2 separate regions of the Sus scrofa genome follow, and region 2 is linked to region 1. Evidence: chromatin contacts called from public HiChIP or PLAC-seq data. All regions are on one chromosome and are shown on one strand. The core of a region is the stretch at or near the end of the contact, and the rest is flanking DNA. Distances in the headings are between cores, read along the strand shown.

Region 1 (5,046 bases), core at 1,975-4,474:
TGGCAACTGTACAGCCAGAACTCCAAGAGCAAGCTGGATGGCCACGTCTTAGCAATACAACTGTGGATCTTATTTTAGAGCTTTAAATGTTAAGAGTTATGCATAACAGGATCCGTGCAGACATGACAAACCAATAAACCCTTAGGAAGTTTTAAAATCTGAATGTTTTAAAGTCTTACTTTAAGTATGATCAGGGCATACCTATCCCGAGTGTAAGTTAAAATGTTCAGAAAGACACAATTGCAACAGTAAGCCAAAAAGGAAAACAGTCGTCTTGGTAACCTGGAACCACAGGGAGTTAGCTCCCACCTCTGCTGGGGAGAAAGCTTCAGTGACAAGAAACCAGCTAAACTACTGCTAAAAGCAAGCAGGCTCCCAAACTGGAAAGCTGATGAATAAAGGGGGGGAATGGGAGGAGGGGGGAGATGAGGAAATGTATCCTTACTACTGCGAAGACTAAAAGTTAAAACGTCCTGTTTACCAACAAAAACTTCCAAGCTTTCACATGAAAACGGCGAAAACCCGCCAGATGCTATCTGAATCCCGTCTGCCTGCTAATGATCATCTCTTCCCTTTCACATATTAACACGAGTCTATTTCAGACGCCGGGCGGCCGTGGCCAGCCGAGCAGCAGAGCCATCAATGTGCAAATAAAGCAGAAAATAGAGACATCCTTAAGAAATGAGTCTTAAATTTGACGTAGAGCGGAGGTGACAACCACAGCAACAGAACCATAAATTCTAAATGCTTCAATATCTTTCAGGATTCTCTCCAGTCCCTGACACCAAAAGGAAGACAGTAGAAGAAAACGAGAGGGTGGGAGGGGGTTAGTGTAGTGGGGGGAGTAGCTTAGCGGCCCAGAGTGGCGGGATGATGTAATGAGGTTGTCTGTGTGACAGACTCAGATTCTCGGTGGCACAAACCTCCACGGCTCCATTTCAGAAATCAGCATCCCGTTGGAGAGCCAGCCTAGCGTGTGAAGCCGCCGCGCGTGGATGGAGGGGGCACGCCCACGCCCGCCTGCCCGGGGACCTTCACACCAGAAGAAGCCCGCCCAACATTCACGCAGCCCATGCCCACCAGGCGCCTGGCGGCGCGCGGGGCACCGCCGCGTCCATCCGGTTCACGAGGGGAGGCGGACGCGGCTCCAGGGGCAGGGAGCCTGGCTGCGACTGGGCGGGTACGCGGTGGTATTGGGGAACCCGGGGCTCACCTCTCCGCTGTGGCGCGGGTGCGCAGGCCGCGGACGCTCCCTCGTGGCTGGCGCTAGCCCCCGGCTGGCGGCGCGCGCGGGCCGCTACCGACCGTTAGCGCGAGGGGCTGCGGTGGTGGCGGCTGCGGCGGGGGCGGCGGGCGGAGCCGGGGGCGGCGCTGGGGAGCAGAGGGGCCGCAAGAGGCGGGAGAGACAGGAGCAGGGCGGGGACGCTCCCCTGGGCACTCCCCGCACCACCCGGGAGTAGACTGAGCCTGGGAGGACACTGCCCCTTGGCTGCTTGAGAGGCAGCCAGTGGTCGGTTCTGCATAGTCCCGGCTCGGCCTCGCCTCAGTCACGGCCGGCTCGCTGCCACCTCCGCTGGGCTGTGCGGGCCACCACCGGCGCCGGCTTCCCGTCTCCATGACAATGGGGCGCCGACGCCCCGCCCCGCCCCGCCCCCTCGGCGCACCGACTCAGAAGGAAACGGGCTCACGTCGCTGAAGGGCGGAGCCAGTAGAGGCCAGCGTCCAATCAGCGGTGAAGGCAGGGAGGGCCGGAGCCGGGCGGAATGAGAGGCTGTGAGAGAACGTCCGCCTGAGGGGCGGAGCCTAGGGAAGCTGACGGGGAGGAGTCAATGCGCGTGCGTGGAGTCGAGCAGCTGGGCAAGTGAGAGTGCAGAGTGGGTTTGTGTGCCGGGGCTGGAGTTCAGGAAATAAAGTGAATCTCGCCTGTCAGAGTCATTGTAGGAAATTTGGTGTATGGTCAAACTTCGGCTTGCCTGTGACCCCATTCATTATAGAAGGCCACAAAGTCCTTGATCTGCTGGGTTTCAGCGGAGTGCCCACCACTGTGCCAGCCCCGGTCCGGGTTCACCAGCGCCTGTCTGTCCCAGAGTTCGAGTGCGTCTATGGCTTGTGGAGGCGCGGGGTGGAGAAACAGGCAAAGGGTCTCTTTTGTATTCTGTGTGGCTTCGTGGGCAAGGGCTCGGCCTGTGACTCAATTGTGTGTGTGTGTGTGTGTGTGTGTGTTTGCCTTGCCAGCGGCTCGCTGAACAGTGGTTGGGTTGGTTAGTGCTCCGCGGAGCGTTAGCAGTGGAGCGTGGGCGGGTGCGAGAGTTCCTGCGAAAGGGAAGGGGACCCGCACCGTCCACCACCACCACCACCGGCCTGGCGGGGCGAGCTGCGGCTGATGCAAAACCCCAAGAAAGAGGCAGCGAGGCATGGTGGGAGGGGGTGTTGTAGAGTCCGGAGACCTGTTCCTGTGTAGCTGCTTCTCCGCCTGACGGCTCTTGCCCACTACCTCTCTGGAGAAAGGCTACCCTCTTAGTACCAGGTCCCCAGTGTCTGACCCTCGCTGTTTGGCAGGGAATTGGTGGAAGGGAGCCCGGGCTGAAGCCGTCCAAGGCCTGTTTCTCGCCCACCTGCTGCTGCTGGCGGAGGGGGACAGTCCACCCTGGACTTCCTGCGTCCTGGACTCTGGCATTCATACGACTCTCCTAGGGGCCCTAATTACGGATCTACAACTCGCTCTCGGGTCCCCTCGCTTGGGGGAAAAGCTAGGGGAGGGTGGGTAGCAATCCGCCTTGGAGCCCAGTCTCCTGGCTAACAAGAAATCCGCTAACTCCGCGATTTACTGTGGCGTAGAGAGCAGAGCGTTCACTGGCGCGCAGTCCGCGGCGTCGTTCCCTTTGTGCTTCGGTACAGGCGGACAGGCCACCAGGGCCTGCCTTGCGTCGGAACCGCCGCTCCACCCCGACTTAGAAGGGGACGAAAGTTGGAAGAGATCCGCGCGCCTTGGTTGTGATTGTCATCCTGGGGCCGGCGCTCGAGAGTCTAAGTCAGAGAGAGAGAGGGAGAGACCGTGGAGGGGAGGGGGGCATAAGAGGAGGGGGGAAAGGAGGGCCGTGGCGGAGAGGCGGGCGCGAGGGAGGGGCGAGGGGAGAGCCAGCGAGCGGGAGAGGGAGCCGGGGAGGAAGAGGGAGAGGGCGAGGCGCGCCTGGCGGCCGGGTTGGCTGCGGCGGCCCAGAGGCTCCTGCCAGTCCTCCCACCGACTACACCCCGGGAAGGAGGAGCTTCAGGCGCGCACAAGGCGTCAGAATCCTCAATTTCCAACTTAGCATCTTGGCAGGACCTTTGCGAAGCCAAAAGCAGAGCCCCCAGTGCAAAGAGCGAGGGGGAAAAAGAGAAAGCAGCAAGGGAGGGGGGAAACCCTGCTGGGGCGAGCGAGGCGCGCAGAGGAGCGGGTTCGGCGGTCGCAGCCGGAGGCGCGCGGGAAGCCAGCGAGGAGGCTCTGCGGGCCGGAGCCCGGGAACCGGGGCCCGAGGAGCGGCGGCCCGGGGCAGCCGGAGACCAGGTGCCCGCCCGCTCGCCCTCGCAGGGCGCCGCCCGGCTCGTTGGCGGCCGCGGCGCGGAGCGCCCCATGCCCGTGTGTGGCCATGTCCTATCCGCAGGGCTACTTGTACCAGCCGTCCGCCTCGCTGGCGCTCTACTCGTGCCCGGCGTACAGCACCAGCGTCATCTCGGGGCCCCGCACGGATGAGCTCGGCCGCTCGTCGTCGGGCTCCGCGTTCTCGCCCTACGCCGGCTCCACCGCCTTCACGGCGCCCTCGCCGGGCTACAACTCGCACCTCCAGTACGGCGCCGACCCCGCGGCGGCGGCGGCCGCCGCCTTCTCTTCGTACGTGGTGAGTAAGCAGGAGTTGGGGAGGGCGAGGGCAGCTGGGGCCGCGCGGGGGGGCGGGGGCTTCGGGGACACTGGTCTCGGCTCCGCGGCGGACCGCCCCTCCAAGCCTCGCGGCCCCTGCAAACTTGGGCGATTGTCTCGCTCGGCTTCGCCCGGGCCTCGGGCTCAGGGATTGTTCAGAAAGGAGAGTCGCGTCTTGCTGGGATCGCTGAGTTGGCGGAAAGGGTTTTGGGGGAGAGGTCGCTGCAGTTAAAGAGCAACATTTGATTCAAACGTGAGCTCCAGGCCGCCCTGCACACTTTACTTCATTTTTTTTTTTTTTTTTTTAGTTTTGCCATTTGGGGAAAGTAGTTCAAAAGAAATAGATCCGAAATCTGAACAGAAGCGTGCTAAATCTGTGTAAATGTGTTTGGCCTCGCCTTTAATTAGTCCTCCAAAATGTTGCAAATCCGTAATCCTATCTTCGCAATCCGATTTAGAGGTATTAAATTTCTGAAAAGTCGGCCGAGCTGCGGTGCATCCGGGATTTTTTCGGCCGGGTGCACTTTCTGGAGAAGAACCGCGGCTTCGGCTTGGGGTAACACTTTTGGAGGGGCGGGAGTGCCGGATCAAGGCATAGCTTTTCGTTTGCCTTTCTCTGCAAGGGAGAAAAAATTCCATTACTTCCTTTGCTCACCCTTCTTCTCCTAACGCGCAGCCACTTGGGCGCCGAGCGCAGGGTCGCCGGCCGTTGCTCAGACCTCTCGCTGGGCGGAGGGCCTGGCCGCGGTGGCGGGATCTGCGCACGGGGACCGCACTGCGGGGGGGCGGACGTACTCAGGCAGACAGGGGCCTACCGTGTGCCGCCAAGGCCAGGACAGCTCCAAGCGCCCCCAAGGACTGGCCTCAGGAGTTGGCGCCCCCTCTTCCTTCTGAGGGGGAGGAGTGGTTGCCCCCAGGGTCTAAGCCCTCCAGCCCTACCCCAGGGGAAGCCAGAGTGCTGGCCTCGAAGCCCGAAGACCCCTGGGCTCAGCGAAAGTGCGTCTTGGTCGCCCAGGTGGCCCCGAGGACCACGGCCCACTCTCACTTTCTCTCTGCCCGTTCCTGGCAGGGCTCTCCTTACGACCACACTCCGGGCATGGCAGGCTCCTTGGGGTACCACCCGTACGCGGCGCCCCTGGGCTCATACC
Region 2 (5,643 bases), core at 1,443-3,942, 1.0 Mb before region 1:
GCATTTAGCACACTTGCCTGGGATGTCAATATCGCGTGAATATTAATAGTCAGCTTGATGCACAAAAGGAGTGGGTAGCTCTGAATTTTATCAAAGAGGGTTCATAAACTCATCAGCTGGATTTGTTTTTGTTGTGTCCTTTGTTGCCATGAGGCCTAGGTCCCAGGGCTTCCTACCTCCATAGAGAGGCTGTCCAGCTAATTCTGGCATTTTTACAGTTTCTGGTCTTTACAAAGATGCATCCCAGTAACTTAAGTCTTATAAGTGAATGTAGCAGTCCATACAACGGTTAGTAATGCCAAAAATTAAAAAAAAATTTTTCATTTCAATCCACCCAGAATGCCAAATGCAAATCAACAATGAAGATGCCTAAGGCGGAGGTTCCCAGTCTCTAGCATGTTGGTCCTGGACTGTAAAGTCTGAAAGAGTAGCAAGCTGGTCTGTCGTGTTCACCTCTGTACTCTCAGAGGCTGACACAGGGCCCTGGGCACATTGCTGGCATTCACTAAATAGTCGTTGAATGGATGAATGGAGTCCTTGGGGCTTCAGGGTCTGTGGATCCAGAGATGGTTTCCAAAATCTTGTATGCATTATGGGGAAATACATTATGTTTTAGGGAGAGGATTAATAACTTTTATTATAACTTGTCAAAAGTTGAGAACAACTGCATTTTACTGTGACATAAACAGCTCACAGACATATGCCTGGGAGATCATCTACTTCATTTGGAAACACTGCTACAGGAAAGGTCAATTAGGAACCAAATTATCAAGATGTTTAAACACAGGTCACTTGTGAAAATAATAACTTCTCCTTTTTGTCTTTTTAGGGCTGCACCTGTGGCACATGGACGTGCCCAGGCCAGGGGTCAAATCAGAGCTCAGCTGCCGGGTTACACCACAGCCACAGCAACACAGGATCCGAGCCACAACCACAACCCACGCCAAAGCCCACGGTAAAGTGGGATCCCCAACCCACTGAGCGAGGCTAGGGATCAAACCTGCATCCTCATGAATTTTAATTGGGCTACTAACCCACTGAGCCACAATGGGAACTCCCACGAAAATGATAACTTTTCCCTGAGAGAATTTGGTACTTTTATAACAATAACGATGATGATGGTGTTAACATTTATTGAATTCTCGCTAAAATGTGCTAGGCACTCTCCTAAGTGCTCTGCTTGTGTAAATTAATGAAATATCTCACAATAGGCTTGTGAGGTTGTTACTTACGTTTGCTACTAATGAAGAAACTGAGACAAGGCTTAGGTACTTTGCCCAAGTTCACACATATTCCAAGTAGCTGTCTGGTCCTATTTTTGGTTGTCACAACTGGGAAGGTGGGGGGCACCAGTGATACTGGTATCTAGTGGTCAAGAGATGATGTTAAACATTGAACCACAACAAAGAACTATGTGGCCTCAAATGTTAATAGAGCCAAGGTTGAGAAACCCTGCACGGGGCTGCAATGTCTCTCCAATATCTTTTCAGGCAATCCCTCCTGGCTCATTATGCACCACTCACACTATTCTCTAGGTTCTTTGAATTCACAGTATCCTTGTCTTGCCCAAGGCCTTTGCATGAGGTGGCTCCTCATTCTTTGGTGTCCAGCTCAAATATCACTTCCTCAGAGAGGCCTTCCCTGATCTTCCTATGTTAGAGTACCCTTCCTTCCAAGTTCAGCACCATTTGTTTCTTGTATAGCAATCAGCTCGATATGAAATAATCTTATTTACTAGTTCGTTACTATTTCATCTTCACTAATAAAGTATAAGCGTCTTAAGACCCGCATCAGTCCTGTTCATAGCTGGTCGGAACAGTGCCTAGCACAGAGTGGGCACCTACATTGTTTTATGGAATGAATAATTGAATACCTGCCACTAAGACTAAAATGGTAAACAAAGACTCCCACCTTGATAGATTATGGGGTAATCACGATAAACAAATAATTGTAAATAACTGAGCAAACAAAATGTCACTCAAGAGGCTTATTAGGGTTTCCCAACGAACTCCTAACCCAGGACAAATAAGCATACTGTTTCTGGGACCTACTTAAAGAAGGACCTAGCTAGTCATGGCAATTAGCATTAGCTCTCGAGAGCTAGGTTTCAGGGCTAGGATAGAAAATTTCAAACCGGTGCGGGGCGTGGGAATAATATAGGCTGCCTGTGATTCAGGCCTGAGGAAGTGGTGTCTCGGGCCGGGCTGCTCTTCACGCGAGCAGAACTCCAGGGTCTTCTCCAGATGGTAGAGCAGACCCCAGGACCGTGGCCCGTGCTGCAGATCTGCCCCCTTCCTCCCCTGTGCTCCCCCAGAATACTCACCGCCACTCTCTCTCAGCCGCTAGTTACCGTTGCTATAGCGCCGACGGCAAGTGGGGCGGCTGGCCGAGAGGAGCACGGGAAAAAACATGGCAGGCTCCGTTGACTCCTGGGAAATGTAGTTCTCCTCGGGCCGTGGCCCTCCTGCTCGCTGCGCTGCGGACTACGATCACCCAGCTGTTGGACCTGGGAAATTCTCTTGCTCCAAACCCCGAGGCTAATTCCGGCGTAGCCGTGGTGCGCTCTGGGAGTGGTAGTTCTCGCGGCTCCGAGAGCGAATGGCGCCAGGCGGGAGCAAGATCCCGAGAGAACTACACAGAGGAGGCGGGGTCCAGGGCGCGGAATCTACGCGGCTAGCAGTGGCGAAGGAGGCTATAGCAGCAGCATGAAGCGAACCCCAACCGCCGAGGAACGAGAGCGCGAAGCTAAGGTATCTTGGGCTCCTCAGAGTCTGGGATCTTTCATGCACTTGTAATGGGGGCTGGGAACCCGAAGGACTTGGTTGGATGGCGAGCGCACCCACGATCTTAAGCCAAGGGATGACAAGGCCTTGTTAGCAAGGGAACCAGAGACTTTGGGGGTTGTAAATTCGTGCTGTTTGCAGGCCTAGTCCCGTTGGATCAGCTCACATGAGAATCTAGACACCCCTTTCCTTGTCCTGCTTCTGCATCTAATTCCTTGATTAAATTTGTAGCTACTCTTGTGCCTCAGTTTACCGGACTCGAATATGCCTGTGATCGTAACAGTTGTGCTTCCTCTTCGGTAATGATTTCTGAGGACTGGGGTAGATGTAGGTGAAATATCTGTGTATTCAGCTGTGCTGTTTTCAAACAGTGTATGTTCTGTGTCTTCATCACAGCGGATAGGATCTTTAACTACACTCCTATTTTCTCCTTTTGGGGTTCATCCTGTAACAGTTGCTTGTTCCATGGGATGACAGTAGTCACAGTAATAGAATTTTTTAAAAATCATTTATTAGTGTCAGGCTCTGCGTTTTCATAATATTTGTATTATTTCATATTTTTTTATCACAGCAGATTGCAAGATAGATATTATACAGATGGAGTAACATCAATTCTGTTTTACAGAAGAAGACTTAAGCCTCAGAAGAACTGTTTCCCTCATTCCCCAAATCAAGTCGTGATTTGTCTAAATACATTGGTTCACTTTTTTCCATCTTTACCACCTTGGACCAAGCTACAATTACCTCTTCCATGGACTGTTCCAGTCGTCTCTTGGTCCATATTCACCTTACGCCTTGCTTCCTTTCTGTTGCTCTTCCCACACAACCAGTCTCTTCTCCACACTGCAGTGTGTGAGCTTTTCAAAATGCAAATCTAATCATGACTCTTTCCTTCCTAACTCCTCTGCCAGCCACCTGTTTAAAAATCTTTCATGGCTTTCCTTGCTCTTGGGATAAAGACAAAACTTCACATGGCCCACAGTGTTTTGCATGGTGTAGAACCTACCTGCATCATCCACAACCTCAAGGGATGTGACACCCTCCCTGCTCTCTGCCCATCAGCCACTTTGGCCTTCTTAGAAGTTTCTCTTTCCTGTGCTTTATTTGGTTACAGGGTCTTTACACATGCTGTTTGTTGCTCACTCTGTATTAGGTAGTTATTGGAAGTGAGAAGCATTGGTAAGTGAAGCAGACACCGTTTGTACTCTTATAGAATTTAGGGTCCTACAAGTGAACTCACTTTATCTTAGGGTAACACCTCTATGGATTTAAAATATAAAATGTGGGAGTTCCCGCTGTGGTACAGAGGGTTAAGAATCTGACTGCATGGAGTTCCGCTTGTGGCTCAGTGGAAACGAATCTGACTCGGATCCATGAAGACGCAGTTTCAACCCCTGGCCTCGCTCAGTGGGTTAAGGATCCGGCATTGTGAGTTGTGGTGTAGGTTGCAGATGCAGCTCGGATCTGGTGTTGCTGTGGCTGTGGTGTAGTCCCTATTTGACCCCTAACTTGTAAACCTCCATATGCCTCAGGTGCAGCCCTAAAAAGACAAAAAAAAAAAAAAAAAAAAAAGAATCTGTCAGAAGCAGCCGGGGTTGCTGTAAAGGCGCAGGTTCCATCCCTGGCCTGGCACAGTGGGTTAAAGCATTCAGTGTTGCTGCAGCTACAGCATAGGTTGCAGTATAGATTCAGTCCCTGACCTGGGAATGTCCATGTGCTGGGGGTGTAGCCTATAAAAAAAAATATGTGTATATATACACACATACATATATATAATATAGAATGTGTTCTATTATAGGACTTCCCTGGTGGCCTAGGGGTTAAGGATTCAGGGTTGTCACTGCTGTGGCTCAGATTCCATCTCAGGTCTGGGAATTTCAGCATGCTGCAAGCACAGCAAAAAAAAAAAGCGTCTATTTTGACCCAGGTTATAGCAACATTTCACTAGGGACCTGAAGTTTCCACGCTTGAGTCTGTATGTGATAAGGGCAGTATGTAAAGGTGGGTATGAAGGGGGAAGATCTTCTTGTGTTAGTCTACGTGCAGCAGTGCAAAGAAATGTCACACAGTGGTACTGTGCATGATGTCTCTTACCTTTTGGGTGTACATTTAAAGTTACTCATTTTTTTTCTGTAAAGATTTATTTTGCACCTATTATTGCCAGACACGTGACTATGATTTTGGCTAAGATAGATCCCTGCACAAAGAAGCTTTTACTCTATTGAAACCATAACGGTTGCCCGTGCAGTCTTTGTTAATATCATCCAGGAATTCCCTTTGTGGCTCAGCGGTTAATGAACCCACCAAGGATCCATGAGGATGCAGGTTTGATCCCTGGCCTCGCTTAGTGGGTTAAGGATTTGGTGTTGCTGTGAGCTGTGGTGTGAGCTGCAGATGATCCTGCGCTGCTGTGGCTGTGGTGCAGGCTGGCAGCTGTAGCTTCCAAGTTGACTCCTAGCCTGGGAACCTCCATATGCCACAAGTGCAGCCCTAAAAAGCAAAAAAGAAAAAATATATCATCCACATTTAATGGATTTTGAGACCAAGGCTGTAGACCTTTTAACTTGCCCAAGGCCACTTGGTTGCTGTGCAAAACTAGGGCCCAGACTCCAAAGCTTTTTTCTATCTTCTACTTGTGAAACATGTTGAATTCATATATCTAATTGTCTGACTGTGATCTTTATTTAAAATTTGTTTATTTATGAAACATTATTGGCTAGAACAAAGTATAGGAAATGGAGTTTTTTAATTTTTAATTTTTTAGGGCCGCACCTGTGGCATATGGAGGTTCCTAGGCTGGGGGTTGAACTGGAGCTGTAGCCTTTGACCTACACCACAGCTCACAGCAATGCCAAATCCT

What was found. HiChIP or PLAC-seq counts read pairs in DNA pulled down with a chosen protein or histone mark.
Region 2: an H3K27ac HiChIP or PLAC-seq map of skeletal muscle shows a contact between it and region 1, with 11 times the contacts expected there. The contact joins the promoter of FTO here to the promoter of IRX5 in region 1. A contact is called at or near these places in 5 of 47 Hi-C or Micro-C datasets (embryonic fibroblasts, fibroblasts, heart right ventricle and 2 more) and 1 of 2 datasets of contacts at active chromatin or transcription factors (skeletal muscle).

What each region holds. Positions count from the first base shown.
Region 1 is chr6:30,513,193-30,518,238 of Sscrofa11.1, reverse strand. It overlaps IRX5 (iroquois-class homeodomain protein IRX-5), which reads left to right and starts at 3,224. Exons shown (of 4, transcript XM_021094164.1): 1 at 3,224-3,878; 2 at 4,968-5,046. The coding sequence starts at 3,630. It overlaps LOC102165609 (a long non-coding RNA gene), which reads right to left and starts at 3,081. Exons shown (of 9, transcript XR_002344591.1): 1 at 1,214-3,081.
Region 2 is chr6:31,561,723-31,567,365 of Sscrofa11.1, reverse strand. It overlaps FTO (fat mass and obesity associated), which reads left to right and starts at 2,692. Exons shown (of 9, transcript NM_001112692.1): 1 at 2,692-2,750. The coding sequence starts at 2,706. RPGRIP1L (protein fantom) reads right to left here and starts at 2,429. Exons shown (of 25, transcript XM_021097100.1): 1 at 2,324-2,429.